2 separate regions of the Ovis aries genome follow, and region 2 is linked to region 1. Evidence: chromatin contacts called from public Hi-C data. All regions are on one chromosome and are shown on one strand. Each heading gives the region's core, a stretch centred on a gene start, on an enhancer-like site or on the middle of the called end of the contact. The rest is flanking DNA. Distances are from core to core; before and after follow the strand shown. Region 1 holds the start of ACSL1 (acyl-CoA synthetase long chain family member 1). Region 2 has its middle 42 kb from the start of HELT.

What was found. A called contact is a pair of places that touch in the nucleus more often than the background predicts.
Region 2: a Hi-C map of liver shows a contact between it and region 1, with 2.5 times the contacts expected there. The contact joins the enhancer-like site here to the promoter of ACSL1 in region 1. A contact is called at or near these places in 3 of 16 Hi-C or Micro-C datasets (liver, mixed tissues and muscle).

Annotation. Positions count from the first base shown.
Region 1 is chr26:14,435,576-14,439,091 of ARS-UI_Ramb_v3.0, reverse strand. It overlaps ACSL1 (acyl-CoA synthetase long chain family member 1), which reads left to right and starts at 1,794. Exons shown (of 21, transcript XM_060406942.1): 1 at 1,794-2,005.
Region 2 is chr26:14,523,596-14,527,111 of ARS-UI_Ramb_v3.0, reverse strand. No RefSeq gene overlaps it. Among named protein-coding and RNA genes, the nearest start is that of HELT, 42 kb to the left of the region's middle. Within about 2 kb of position 1,506, at least 5 of the 54 cell types and tissues checked have an H3K27ac peak or open chromatin away from gene starts, as enhancers often do. A contact at or near this core is called in liver and muscle, where this site is marked.

The DNA.
Region 1 (3,516 bases), core at 545-3,044:
AGTAGATGTTTTTCTGGAACTCTCTTGCTTTTTTGATGATCCAGTGGATGTTGGCAATTTGATCTCTGGTTCCTCTGCCTTTCCTAAATCCAGCTTGTACATCTGTAAGTTCTCAGTTCACTTATTGTTGAAGCCTAGCTTGAAGGATTTTGAGCATTACCTTGCTTGATGTGAGATGAGTACAATTGTGCGGTAGTTTGAGCATTCTTTGGCATTGCCTTTCTTTGGAATTGGAATGAAAACTGACCTTTTCCAGTCCTGTGGCCACTGCAGAGTTTTCCATATTTGCTGGCATATTGAGTGTGGTACTTTAACAGCATCATCTTTTAGGATCTGAAATAGCTCAGCTGGAATTTCATCACCTCCACTAGCTTTGTTCATAGTGATAGTTCCTAAGGCTCACTTGACTTCGCATTCCAGGATGACTGGCTCTAGGTAAGTGATCTCACCATCGTGGTTATCCAGGTCATTAAGATCTTTTTTGTATGGTTCTCCAGAACTGTAAGATAATACATTTCTGTTGTTTAAGTCACCCAGTTTGTGGCACCCTGTTGTGGCTGCCCTGGCAAACTAGTACACCACAGACCTTGGGAAGCATCTGAAGAGGCACCGGGCCTGGAGGACTGGCTGGAGCAGTCGGAGGGGGTGGGTGGGAAAGAGGGACTGAAATGATGGAACCACAGTTGAGAAGGAGACCTGGACAGAGGTCTAAATCCAGGATTAGCCAAGTGGAAATGAGTAAAAACGAAAGTGGAGCCCATTGTTAGTTTTAAATGGAGAGTCCAGAGCTAGCAGATGTAACTGGAGAAGAGAGCCTAGGAGAAGCGAGCTGTTGCAGAGGCTCCTGGAGTGTGGGCTGCCTCACCATTGCTGTACCACATGCAGATGAGCGCTGCTGCCACAGCAGATGCTCTGAGCCAGTGAGAGGGGCCCAGGAGAAGTCCTTAGAGCATCATCATGGCCTCGATCTGAGTGCTTGAGGCCTCAGCCAGCACAAGCTCACCTGAGCAGAAGAACCTGTACACCTCCCCTGACTGTTATGAATGCACTCTGGAAGCAGACCGCCTAAATTCCCACATAATTTCGCCTTCCCTAGCATTCAACCTCTCTGGGCCTCATCTGTGAAAAGGGAATGGAGACTGCATCCACTTCAGAAGGTTGTGAGGAAGATTCAATAAGATAATGGGTGTGAAATATTTCAGTAGAGGTTATCTGTCATTATTAGAGGCGTTTATTCTAATTCTCATGCCTCCAATTCAAAGCAGTACTAGACAAGAGTCCTCTATCCACCATCCGGCACAAGTGCCACTGTAACTAGAACCCTGGTATTAGAGGTTAAGGCTACTGGCAGGCCTCAGGAGCTAAGAGGAAAAATACCATTTGGATCAGGAGCCTGAAAAAAAACTGCGCTGGGCTCTGGAAGGCCCCAATGGACATCGCATGCACAGAGACAGAAGCCCTCAAAACCGCATGGCCAGGGCTGAGCCGCGAACGGGCCCTCAGAACTTGGCAGGGGGACACTGTCCTTGAGTGGTGTCGAGCCTGTGCTCTGATCCAACTATCCTGAGGCTCATCTGTCCTGTTGGTCTTATGTCCAGCGCTCTGCAAAGTCCAGAACAGGGCCTTTCCCGGCCAGGAACTGTGGCGAAACCGCATGGGGGCGGGGGAGGGGGTGGTGGATGGGGAGGTGAAACCAGGTTAAAAGGATCATGCAAGTTCTCTGCCAAAGCCAATAGGAAAGGAAAGCCCTCAGGACCTCCAGGGAGCCTCCCGGCAAAAGCCTCCGCCCCCGAGGAGTCAGAGGGCCTGTGGTTGAAGGTGGAAGACGTGAAAGGGCGTCTCCCGGCCCGCCCTCCGGCACTGCAGACTTCTGGACTGAGCCACCACAATTTACTCTTTGCCCTTCCTTGGACTCCTTGTGAAATCCAGCCTGGAGATGCGTTCGTCCCCCGCGGTGCCCCAAGCTTCCACCAGCCGCCGGGCACGCGCTCGACCGGACCGCAGGGCAGGCACACGGCGGGGGAGTGGGGCTCAGGCGGGGAGGGGCGGGCCGGGGGCGGGGCGGGGCGGGGCCCGCGCTCTGGCCTCAGCCCGGCTCCTAGGCTGCAGCGAGCGGCTGGAGCGCAGCCAGCTCTCGGAAGCGGCGGCGGCGCCCTTAAATAGCATCCGGACCCAGCCGGGGCCGGCAGTGGGCTGCAGTGACAGCCGGCGGCGGACGGCCGGGCCTGCGGAGGAGGTGAGTGCTCCTTCTAGCGGGGGGGAGCCGCATCCGTACCTGCTGCGGCGCCGCCCGGGTCTCGGCGGGGGCTCGGGTCTAAGGCTGCCCCGCCGGCCGGAGCCCGGGAGGTGGCGGCCGCAGCGGAGACGCGAGAACCCGCCCTCGGATCGCAGCGACGTTCCTCTTTTCCGGCCTCCGCCCGGCGGCTCCCCGAGTTCCCTCCGCCGCGGAGGCCTCCAAGCCGCCCGATCCGCCGCTGCTTCCTGTGCAAGAGAGCCGGCGATGCCCGCCCGCCTCTCCCCCCGGTGGCGCGGGCGCTGGGCTGGTGCACGGCGGGGTGCGGGTGACGCGCGCCGCGGATCCGGGTCCTTGTTTGTGTGGCGGCGGGGACCGCCCAGCGGGAAGCCCGACCCGGAGCTGCAGATTCGGGGCGATGATCGCCGCGGGGCCGTGTCGATGCTCTCTGGGTCGCGGCCTCCTTCTTGCCCCTCCGAGGCGGGTTGGGGGCATGCTCGGATAGTGCGTGGAAGCATCAGAGCCTCCGCGTGAAGAGTGGTCCCTGCGCGCCCGCGGGAGGGTCAAAGGCAGCATCCGAAGCCGGTGGCCACATGTGGAAATTCTCGCGGTGCCTGCAGAGTGCCACAGCTGCTGTACATGGCCGTGATAGAGTCGTTTTAAAGAGCCTGGCATGTTTTGAAATTAGGAAGTAAAAATCATGATATCTATCTCCTTGCCGCCTAGACAGCGTGGTGGTAGGTGACTTGAATGAACACGTGGATGAGAACACAGAGACAGATGCTCCTCTTAATCGGTGTGTTAGGCTAGAATTTGCAAACCCCTTCCCCACCCTACCCACTTTCAAGGTTATGGAGCTTAATTAATACCGTTATAATAGTGCCCTTGCCTTTGAAAGTTCTAACATTTAAGCTTCTTGTTGGTGCAGGTGTATGTAAAGTGCCCCAACTTAATATCCGTTTATTTTTTACCTTTGCTTAGCATGAGAGAAACTGGTTAATTTCATAGTTTCTGACAAATTTCAGCTGTGATTATTATCTCCTAAACAATTAATTGCTTAACACAAACTAAAAGCTAGTGGGTACCTCTGGCTTGATTCAGCTTTTTCAGACTGAGGTGACAGGTTGAATTGGCTTAAAACTTAAGATTTGAGTTGATTGTCTGGTTGGATGGGCTTGAGAAGGTGGGACCTTTAAAGTGACATTCCCTTCCCATCAGTGTGGAGCCAAGTCCTGGGAAATGTTCATTCTTGTTCTGATTCAACTGGGAGAATCCCTTCTCAG
Region 2 (3,516 bases), core at 257-2,756, 88 kb before region 1:
ATTTTCTAAGAAGGATAATATTCTGGTGTATCCCAGCTGATTATATGTGAGCAGAGGTTAAGTCATCCACACTGGCTGCCAATCAAGGAGCAAAGGGCAAGACCTGAGTGAATGGACTTAATGAACTTGGTCTTTGGAAAGAGACAGAGAGATATAGAGAGAGAGATAGAGAGATAGAGACAGAGATAGAAAGAGAGGAGCCCTAGGTAGGGTGAAACGAGGGCTGGAGCATAAATTTACTTCTGTGTTCCTCTTTTGCCTGAGGCAGCCCTGAAGGCTTGAATCCCGGGGAAAATGTGGTTTCATTGTCCCTAACAGAGGCTGTATCAACTCGATTTGCTATTAAAAACAAAACAATAAAAAAGCTTTCTATGGAGACTTACACCTCATATCTCCCCTGACCACAAAGGATCCTTTTGCTTGAAAGGATCAACCTCTGTTATTTTTCATTCTTATCGCTGTCTAAACATGACTTTCCATGGCAGCAATCAATGAATGTGTGTGTCTTTGTTCTTTTTATTCCTGCGCATTTTCCCTGTGTTGACACTATCGTATATTTATTGTTTTAATGGCTCTATATTCTTTCAGATGAATGTATAACAGTACCCCAAAGGTTAGGCATTTGGATTGTTTACAGGGTTTTTTGTTTTGTTTTGTTTTTGTTTTTGCTATTATGAAACATATACCTTGAAATAATTACAAATTTGACTTTTCTTTTTTTTCCCCAGTAGTAACAACTATCTTTATTCTTTTCAAGACCAATTTTATATTATGTTTTTTCTTCCTATTTACAAAACATGTTCATTGTAGATGTTTTCGTAAAAAAAAATAAGCTACTTGGGGTGTTTATGACCTACAAGGAATGTAATCACAGGCTCCCCTTTTATTTTTCTAGTTAAAGGAGGCCTTGCTGACAGCAGTTGGTCCTCCCTGCCCCTCAGTTGCCTAGTCATCCCAGGGGTCCAGAAGACTCAGTTCATATTCCACATGCAAGCTGGAAAAGATGCTGGAGCATCTAGACAGCCTTCCAGATCCTGGGTGACCCGCTGGCCTTGTTCTCTTACCAGCCACAGTGCCCTTCTGGAAGACTGGTATGCCTCTTACGCACTAGATTGCCACATAGGCAACAGTGATGATTACAGTTGGATTTCTAAGACTAATATAGTTTTATTTTTTCTTAAGCTTATGCTCATACACTTAACCATTGCTTCCAAAAGAGGGTGCTAAGTCTGGAAGAGACCCCCGCCCCAGCCACAACCTCAAAACAAACAAACAACAAATCTCTAGTGGTTTACCTTCTGGGCTGAACCCCGTCGCTAGTGGGGAAAGACATGGGTGGGAGCACTCCACTTGGAAAGTGTCCATAGGGACAAGAGGAATTTCCCCAAATCCCATAATGATGTCAGGTAATCAGGGTGATCACTTGTGCCTTCATCATCTTAAGCCTGGGAGGGTGGGTCTGGCTCCATCCTGTCCTGAGGCAGCTAAGGAGAAGGTGTCCTTGACAAGGTGTGCCCGGGGTGGCTTCTCCACTTTGGACTCTGGAATGGGGCCCTCACGCCAGCGCCTGAAGGGAAGGCTAATTCTCAGCTGAGGCATGACCAGCTGTGAGGCCCTCATGACCTAGAGGCCAAGTTTCTTTGCACTAGAAATTCATCTCCTGCAGTTCACATGTACCTAGCTATTTCTGCCAGGACCAAGCCAGTGCCAGGGCTTAGTTTGGCACTTTCTTCTCAGTGACCTGGAAGGACTTTCCCCCTGCCCCCAGACCCGCCCTGTCCCTGGGGCATGACTGCTCCTTGCCTGCAGGACAAGGTAGGCCCCTCTTCCTCTAGACTGTGGTTGTTCTAAGAGGAGCCTACTCATTAGTTTTTAACTTCTGTTTATTACTTATTCACTTATTTTGCTGCTCCCAGTCTTAGTGGTGGCATCCGGATGTGGCGTGTGGCATCTACTTCCCTGAATAGGGATCAGACCTGGGCCCCTGCCCTGGGAGGAGGGCTGAGTCTTTAGCCACTGTGCCACCAGGGAAGTCCCAAGCCTACACAATCTGCTTGTGAAACCAACCAGACAGAGAAAGACAGCTACTGTATACTTAACACACATTATAAATGAACTGTATTTCAATTAAACAAAACAAAACTTTGGGCCTAAACAGGGCTGTTCCCAGCTGTGAGCTCATAGTGCCTGTGATTGGCTCATGTTTGTGGTCCCGTGGGGCTTCGGTTTCAGAAAGAGAAAAACAAACACCATATATATTAAGGCATATATGTGGAATCTAGAAAAGTACTGCAGACAAATCTATTCGCAGGGCAGGAATAGAGATGCAGAGGCAGAGAAGGGACGTGGGGACCCAGTGGGTTAAGCAGTTGATTTCTAATGTTGTGTTAATTTCTGCTGTACAGCTGCATGACTCAATTACACACATATATACATTCTTTTTTATATTTTTTTCCCATTATGGTTTATCCCAGGAGGCTGGATACAGTTCCCTGTGCTATCCAGTGGGACTTCTGTGTTCATCCATTCTAAATGTGATAGCTTCCATGTACCAGCCCTTCACCCTGAGCCCATCCCTCGCCTTCTCCTCCCCTCTTGGCAACCACAAGTCGGCTCTCTGTGTCTATGAGCCTGTTTCTGTTTTGTAGATAGGTTCATTCATGCCATGTTTTAGTTTCCACATATAAGTGATACCGTGCGGGTTTTGCCTCTCTCTTTCTGACTTACTTCCCTGAGTGTGATCATCTCCAGTTGCATCCATGTTGCTGCAAATGGCATCATTCTTCTTTATGGCTGAGGAGTATTCCATTGTATATACGTACACACCTCCTTTATCCATCCACCTGTCAATGGACATTTAGGTCATTTCCGTGTCTCGGGTGTCATAAATTGGACAGCTGTGAACTTAAGAGGCGCATGTGTTTTTTGAATTACAGTTTTGTTCGGATATATGCCCAGGAATGGGATTGCTGGATCAGATGGTAATTTTATATTTAGCTCTCTGAGGAATCGCCATACTGTTTTCCATTGTGGCTGCACAGGGCCGAAAGTTTTGAAGGCAAGGGCTATGCCTCGCTCTCTGCCTGTTCCCACAGGTCCCATATCCCCAGGCAAGGGCCCCACTGCTCTGTTTATACTGATGGGTATTGTACTATCCTAGGAATGCTGAGAAAGGACAGATGAGCGAGAAATAGGGAGAACTAGGAGCTTATTCCTCTTGATCCTCCCTCTGGGTCCTGCATGCCCTGACCTGGGAGCTTCCTGCTATCTGGCATTCTCTGAGTTTTAGATATCCTTTGTTAGGTACATTGATTCCTCAGACCTACTGGGAAATACTTTGTATCTTTATAATGCCCATTCATCTGCCTCTCCTCTCCTCCTTCACAATCTGTGTTTTAGGAAATATAGGCTTATTTGTGTTCAGTTGCTCAGTCCTGTCAGACTCTTTGCCACCCCATGGACTGCAGCATACCAGGCTTCCCTGTCCTTCACTACCTCCCTGAGTTTGCTCAAACT